Linked DNA regions of Oryctolagus cuniculus: region 2 is linked to region 1. The links are chromatin contacts, called in public Hi-C maps. All regions are on one chromosome and are shown on one strand. Each heading gives the region's core, a stretch centred on a gene start, on an enhancer-like site or on the middle of the called end of the contact. The rest is flanking DNA. Distances are from core to core; before and after follow the strand shown. Region 1 holds the start of ADD3 (adducin 3). Region 2 overlaps XPNPEP1 (X-prolyl aminopeptidase 1).

What was found. Hi-C and Micro-C count contacts between places; a contact is called where the count stands out from the background.
Region 2: a contact with region 1 is called in a Hi-C map of psoas muscle, with 3 times the contacts expected there. The contact joins the enhancer-like site here to the promoter of ADD3 in region 1. A contact is called at or near these places in 3 of 6 Hi-C or Micro-C datasets (ear pinna, psoas muscle and an unstated tissue).

What each region holds. Positions count from the first base shown.
Region 1 is chr15:20,292,118-20,294,861 of mOryCun1.1, reverse strand. It overlaps ADD3 (adducin 3), which reads left to right and starts at 1,348. Exons shown (of 14, transcript XM_070057246.1): 1 at 1,348-1,734.
Region 2 is chr15:20,408,681-20,411,540 of mOryCun1.1, reverse strand. The region is part of intron 3 of XPNPEP1 (X-prolyl aminopeptidase 1); the gene reads right to left. Among named protein-coding and RNA genes, the nearest start is that of XPNPEP1, 28 kb to the right of the region's middle. Within about 2 kb of position 1,285, at least 1 of the 8 cell types and tissues checked has an H3K27ac peak or open chromatin away from gene starts, as enhancers often do. A contact at or near this core is called in ear pinna, where this site is marked.

The DNA.
Region 1 (2,744 bases), core at 99-2,598:
CAAATATGGGCATTGGTTCCAATCCTGGCTGTTCGGCTGCTGATCCGGTTCCCTGCTGGTGTGCATGGGAAAGCTGTGGAAGATGGCCCAAGTCTTCGGACCCCTGCCACTCATGTAGGAGACACAGAGGAAGCTCCTAGCTCCAGGATTGGCTCAGCTTTGGCCATTGCAGCCATTTGGTGAGCGAACCAGTAGATAGAAGAGCCCTCTTCTCTCTCTCCCTCCCCTCCTCTCTCTCCCTCTCTCTCCTCCCACAACCACCCCTGGAACTCTGCCTTTCAAATAAATAAATAAATCTTACAAAAATGATAGGCTGGAGTAGACGAGATCTAAAACTGGTTTCAACTCTACCATCTGATGTTCCAGTGTTCACAGATGTTTTAGTTATTATTTAACACATATTGTAGCACATCAATCACTTAGTATCTCTGATTTGCAAAACAATTTCAGAATAGTGGAAATAATATACTTTGGTAATGTTTTTAAAATAAAATACTTGCTTTTAATCCACATTTTAAGAAACAAATTTAGTGTGGGACATGTTTGCATTATATAACAAATATAAACATGTGAATGTCATAAAATCACAGAATTAGGAAATTTTAATTCAACTTCCTCATTTTACAAAATAGGGAACTAAGGGCCAAATACAGTTAGTTACTTGCTCAAGATCACAAAGGTAATTAACAAAGTCTGTACAAAGTAAATTAATGCCAGAATATTTTCCACAGTTTTCCCTATTAATATTTCAAGACCACACCTATGAACAAAAACTCATAGTCATTCAGTACTTAAATCAAAGAATATTAAAAATAAAATTTAAGGTCATAATGTGTCATGTGAACATATCACATTTTTAATAGTCTACTTCATAGATTCACATGCATTTAATTGTTAATCCACTTGAGTTTCTTAATTTTGCTGGTCATTGAATTGCCACTGAAATAGCATGTACTCTGCTATCATTTTATAGTTACTTTAGCTCTTTTTTGTCTCTTGATAAATGATATTGTGATTTTTATAACATATGAGTACATGTGTTCTAATACTGGCATTCACGGAAATTCTGCGAACTCTTAAAGGTTTTAGTAGGACTCAAATTGATTGGTCTCAGTGACATAAATTTTACTTTCTTATTCTTTTCACTCCTGTATTAAATATTAAAAGTCTTTCTTTATAAACTTATCATTTTAGTTCAAAGGTTGGACATTAAATATTGTCTCGTATTACTAATCAGTTTCAAGACACGCGATTTTATTTTTGCCATTGAGGTTGGGGCTCTTTAAAATTGTTGTTTCTAGCATCTCATTGACTCACACTAAAAACCAGAGCTTCAGTCCCTCGATCACCCAATTAATTTTAACCTTGACCTCCCACAGCTGTACTGCTTCTACACAGTCCCAAAAAAAAAAAAAAAAAAAAAAAAAAAAAAAAAAAAAAACCCAACTCCCTGATTCCACCCTTTCTGCTTCTCGCGAAGCAACAGTGGAGAGGAAAAACAAAACCCATTCCTTTAAGAAAGATTCCGCCTCCTCTCCCCAGCAAGCGCCCAAGGGTAATCGTGGAGTCTCCACGAAGTCACACACTTTACTACTGCGCCCCGGGAGAAGCCGCGCCGCCGCTGTGTGGGGCTGCAGCGGGTTCCTGTGCAGCACTGCAGACTGCACACCTCGACAACCGAGACGCAGGCACGTCCACCACCCTGGACTCCAGGAAGCCTTGGCTCTTCAGCGGGTGAGCAGATTCTGTATCCATTTTGTCCAGAAGCTGTGGGAGAGGGGACGATCGTGGAAACGCGGTTCGCCAGACATGCTTAAAATGAATTATGTGAATCTGCCTTCCTGGAGGTGGGGGGGGGGGGTGTCTAGATTTGTGACCGGCAAATGCCCTGTACACTGCTGACTATTATCTGATGTGTGCCTTTAGCATACTTTTTTTTTTTTGAAATTCATAAAGATCAACCTTAATGCATGCAAAGCTTTCTTTCTTTCTTTCTTTCTTTTTTTTTTTTTTTGGCTTTTAAATGCAAGAAAACATCCAGCCACTCCCAATCTCTCCCTCAAATACTGCAGATATTTTAAAACGCCAAATAAAATGACAGGCTGAGCATTTAAAAAATATTGTTTTCTTCCCAAAGCCGGGAAGCCGTATCCCTACCATTCTTAAGGAGTATTTCAAAATATGAAGGCATGGTTAGATTTTGAGCAAACGGGGAGATGATGGTAGACTAAAAATCTGTGCAGCCCCAGTCCGGGGGAGAGAGAAAGCGAGGATAAAAGGAATCACAGCTCGTGCCAAAATGAGATTCATTTTCCACACTTCCTATGTGGGAAGAGGAAACTACATTTTAATTAGCGCATTTTTTTCGGGAGGAGACAGGGGATGAGGATGAGGGGGATGGCGAGAGGTATTCGAGGGGGTGAGGAAGGAAATGAAGTCGACGGTCGCCAGTGCCTTGGGAGCCACGAGAGATAAGGGTGGGGAGCGAAGTTTGCTGTGTGTGTTAGGGTGGGGTCGACCCAAGGGGCGTGAATCACTGGAATGGCGCTCGGAGGGGGTGTGCAGCGGGCGCCTTCGTGCCCGCGGAGGACGTGCGTGCGGGAGGGCTGTGGCGGCCAAAGGCGCGCGCCGCCGGGAGGGCTATTTCGAGAACAGGTTGGGGTGGGAAGCGCACGCGGGCGGCGGCGGGTGGGCGGCCCGGTGTCACCTGTGGATGTACCCTCCACCACAGCCCCGCAGGCGTG
Region 2 (2,860 bases), core at 36-2,535, 120 kb before region 1:
GGGAGGGGATGTCTTGAGATAGGACTGCCAAAAGTGATTGTGCTCGCCACATACTTTTTTTTTTTTTTTTTTTTTTTTTTTTTGACAGGCAGAGTGGACAGTCAGAGAGAGAGACAGAGAGAAAGGTCTTCCTTTGCCCTTGGTTCACCCTCCAATGGCCGCCAAGGCCGGCGCACTGCGCTGATCCAAAGGCAGGAGCCAGGTACTTATCCTGGTCTCCCATGGGGTGCAGGGCCCAAGCACTTGGGCCATCCTCCACTGCACCCCGGGGACACAGCAGAGAGCTGGCCTGGAAGAAGGGCAACCGGGACAGAATCCGGCGCCCCGACCGGGACTAGAACCCGATGTGCCGGCAACCCTCCCCATACTCTTCTACCAGCTGGAATAGTGGCAGCATAGGAAGGAAGGAGCTGAGACAACTCAATTACTTTATCTCCTTTATCTCCTACCAGGCAAGAACTACCACTCTGTACTGCTATGTGAACAGGATATAAGGCTTTACAGCAACAAACCACTGAAATTTGGAGATGGGTGACCATGGCTAGCATTACTCTAATCAGCACAGTTGGTTAAAATCACTACCCCCACAGCAGGAGAAAGACTGTTTAAGAAATACAAAACAAAACAGGAAGCTGACTCCAGTAGAAATGGGGTAGGGTCCAAAAAAGTTTAGGAAACTCTGATTCATGTCTTCCCAAAGAGGAACCACAAACACAGCCAAAAACTCACATTGGCAGAGTCACCCCTGACAAAATACAACCCTTGGAAAATGGCAAGCCCCAGAGGGGAATATGGGGGCTTACAGATGGGGAGGATGAGGGACTGAGATGTCTAAAAAGCCGTGCTGGCACAGCTCTGGCCCCCAAACAAGGATTCTCCTGGCCTGGGGACATGGTACCCACAAATGCCAACATCGAAGGTACATGAATGCATTCAGATTACCAGAGACAGTAGACAGTTCCTCACTGTAAAAATCTACCAGGGCCCAAACTCACAAAAACCATAATCCTTGTTCCAAATTTAAAAAGGAGAAACCCTGAGAGTTGCAGAGGACAGAGAAAGCAGGCCACTGGATCGCCAAGTCCTTGCGCAATTATGCATTTGGGGTACATTTTCTCCCTCAGGGACTAGTGTGTGGGTGTGTGTATTTGTATTCTGAAAAGTATACAAAGGACAGAATTTAAGATTTTCCTTCGCTTCTCCAACACCCTCCTTTCCCCACCCATCAACCCTGAATCGAGGCCGAGATGAAACACTTGGGAACAAGAGCTGCAGAGAATGGCAGCCTCTCTATCATGGAGGAGGGTGCTGCATTGGATTACACACAAAGCTGGCCCTGCCTCCTCATTCACACAGTCCCAGCAGGGCCCCAGAATCCCATGCAGTACATCCACCCTCCTCTCCAGAAGAAGTAAAATAAGGAGCCTGTCTCTTCCTGTTGATGGCACCACAATACAATTCCCCATGTTTCTTCCTGTTGATGGCACCACAATACAATTCCCCACGTTTCTCCTTGTTGATGGCACCACAATACAATTCCCCACGTTTCTCCTTGTTGATGGCACCACAATACAATTGCCCACGTTTCTCCTTGTTGATGGCACCACAATACAATTCCCCACGTTTCTTCCTGCTGATGGCACCACAGTACAATTCCCCACGTCTCTTCCTGCTGATGGCACCACAATACAATCCCCCTCATTTCTCCTTGTTGATGGCATCACAATACAATTCCCCACGTTTCTCCTTGTTGATGGCAACACAATACAACTCCCCATGGCTCCTCCTGCTGATGGCACCACAATACAACTCCCCATGGCTCTTCCTGCTGATAGCACCACATACAATTCCCCAGTCCCTCTGGCCAGCTGTCCACAAGGCCCATACTTAATCCAAGTTCTAGAGCTTCTCCACTGAATCCGTCCCCTCTTCCATGCTGCAGACCCAAAGCCCCTGCCCTTGACTCGATCCTGCAGTGGCCTCCTTACAGGTTTTTCAATTATCAGTGCCTCCTTTCTTCTGCCAACACTAAGCCCTGGTCTCTCTGATCATGACACTCTCTTGTTCAAAGACCCTCAATGGGTCCCCACTAACGAAAAGAAATCTAATGCTGGGGTCAAGGCCACCATGACCAGTCATGGGTGACCCAAAAGGCCCCTATTTTTCTTTTTTCTTCAAACTTATCATTAGGCATTTCCACCTACACCTGTAAATTTGCTCAGGAAACTTTGTTTGTCTCTATCTCCAAGAATCCAAATTCTACTTGTTCACGGTCCTAATTTTTTTTTTTTTTTTTTTTTTTTTTTTTAGGGAGAGACAGGAACAGAAAGCACTCTCATACACTGGTTCATTCCCCAACTGCCCAAACAGATGTGAATGGGCAGAAATCAAGACTGGAAGGCAGGGGACCTGCACTGTGACACAGCAGGTAAAACTGCCACCTGTAGTGCCAACATCCCATATGAGCACCAGCTCATGTCCCAGCTGCTCCACTTCTGATCTAGCTCTCTGCTATGGCCTGGGAAAGCAGTAGAAGACGGTCCAAGTCCCTGGGCCCCTGTACCCATGTGGGAGATCCAGAAGAAGCTCCTGGTTCCTGGCTTCTTACCCACCCAGCTCCAGCCATTGTGGCCATTTAGGGAGTGAACCAGCAGATGGAAGACTTCTCTCTCTCTGTTACTCTTTCAAATAAATAAATCTAAAAAAAAAAAAAAAAAAAAAAAAAAAGATGGGGCCAGGGCTGTAGCATAGCAGGTAAAGTCACCATCTGCAGCACCAGCATCCCATATGGGCACCAGTTTGAGTCCCAAATGCTCCTCTTCTGATCCAGCTCTCTGCTTTAGCTTGGGAAACCAGCAGA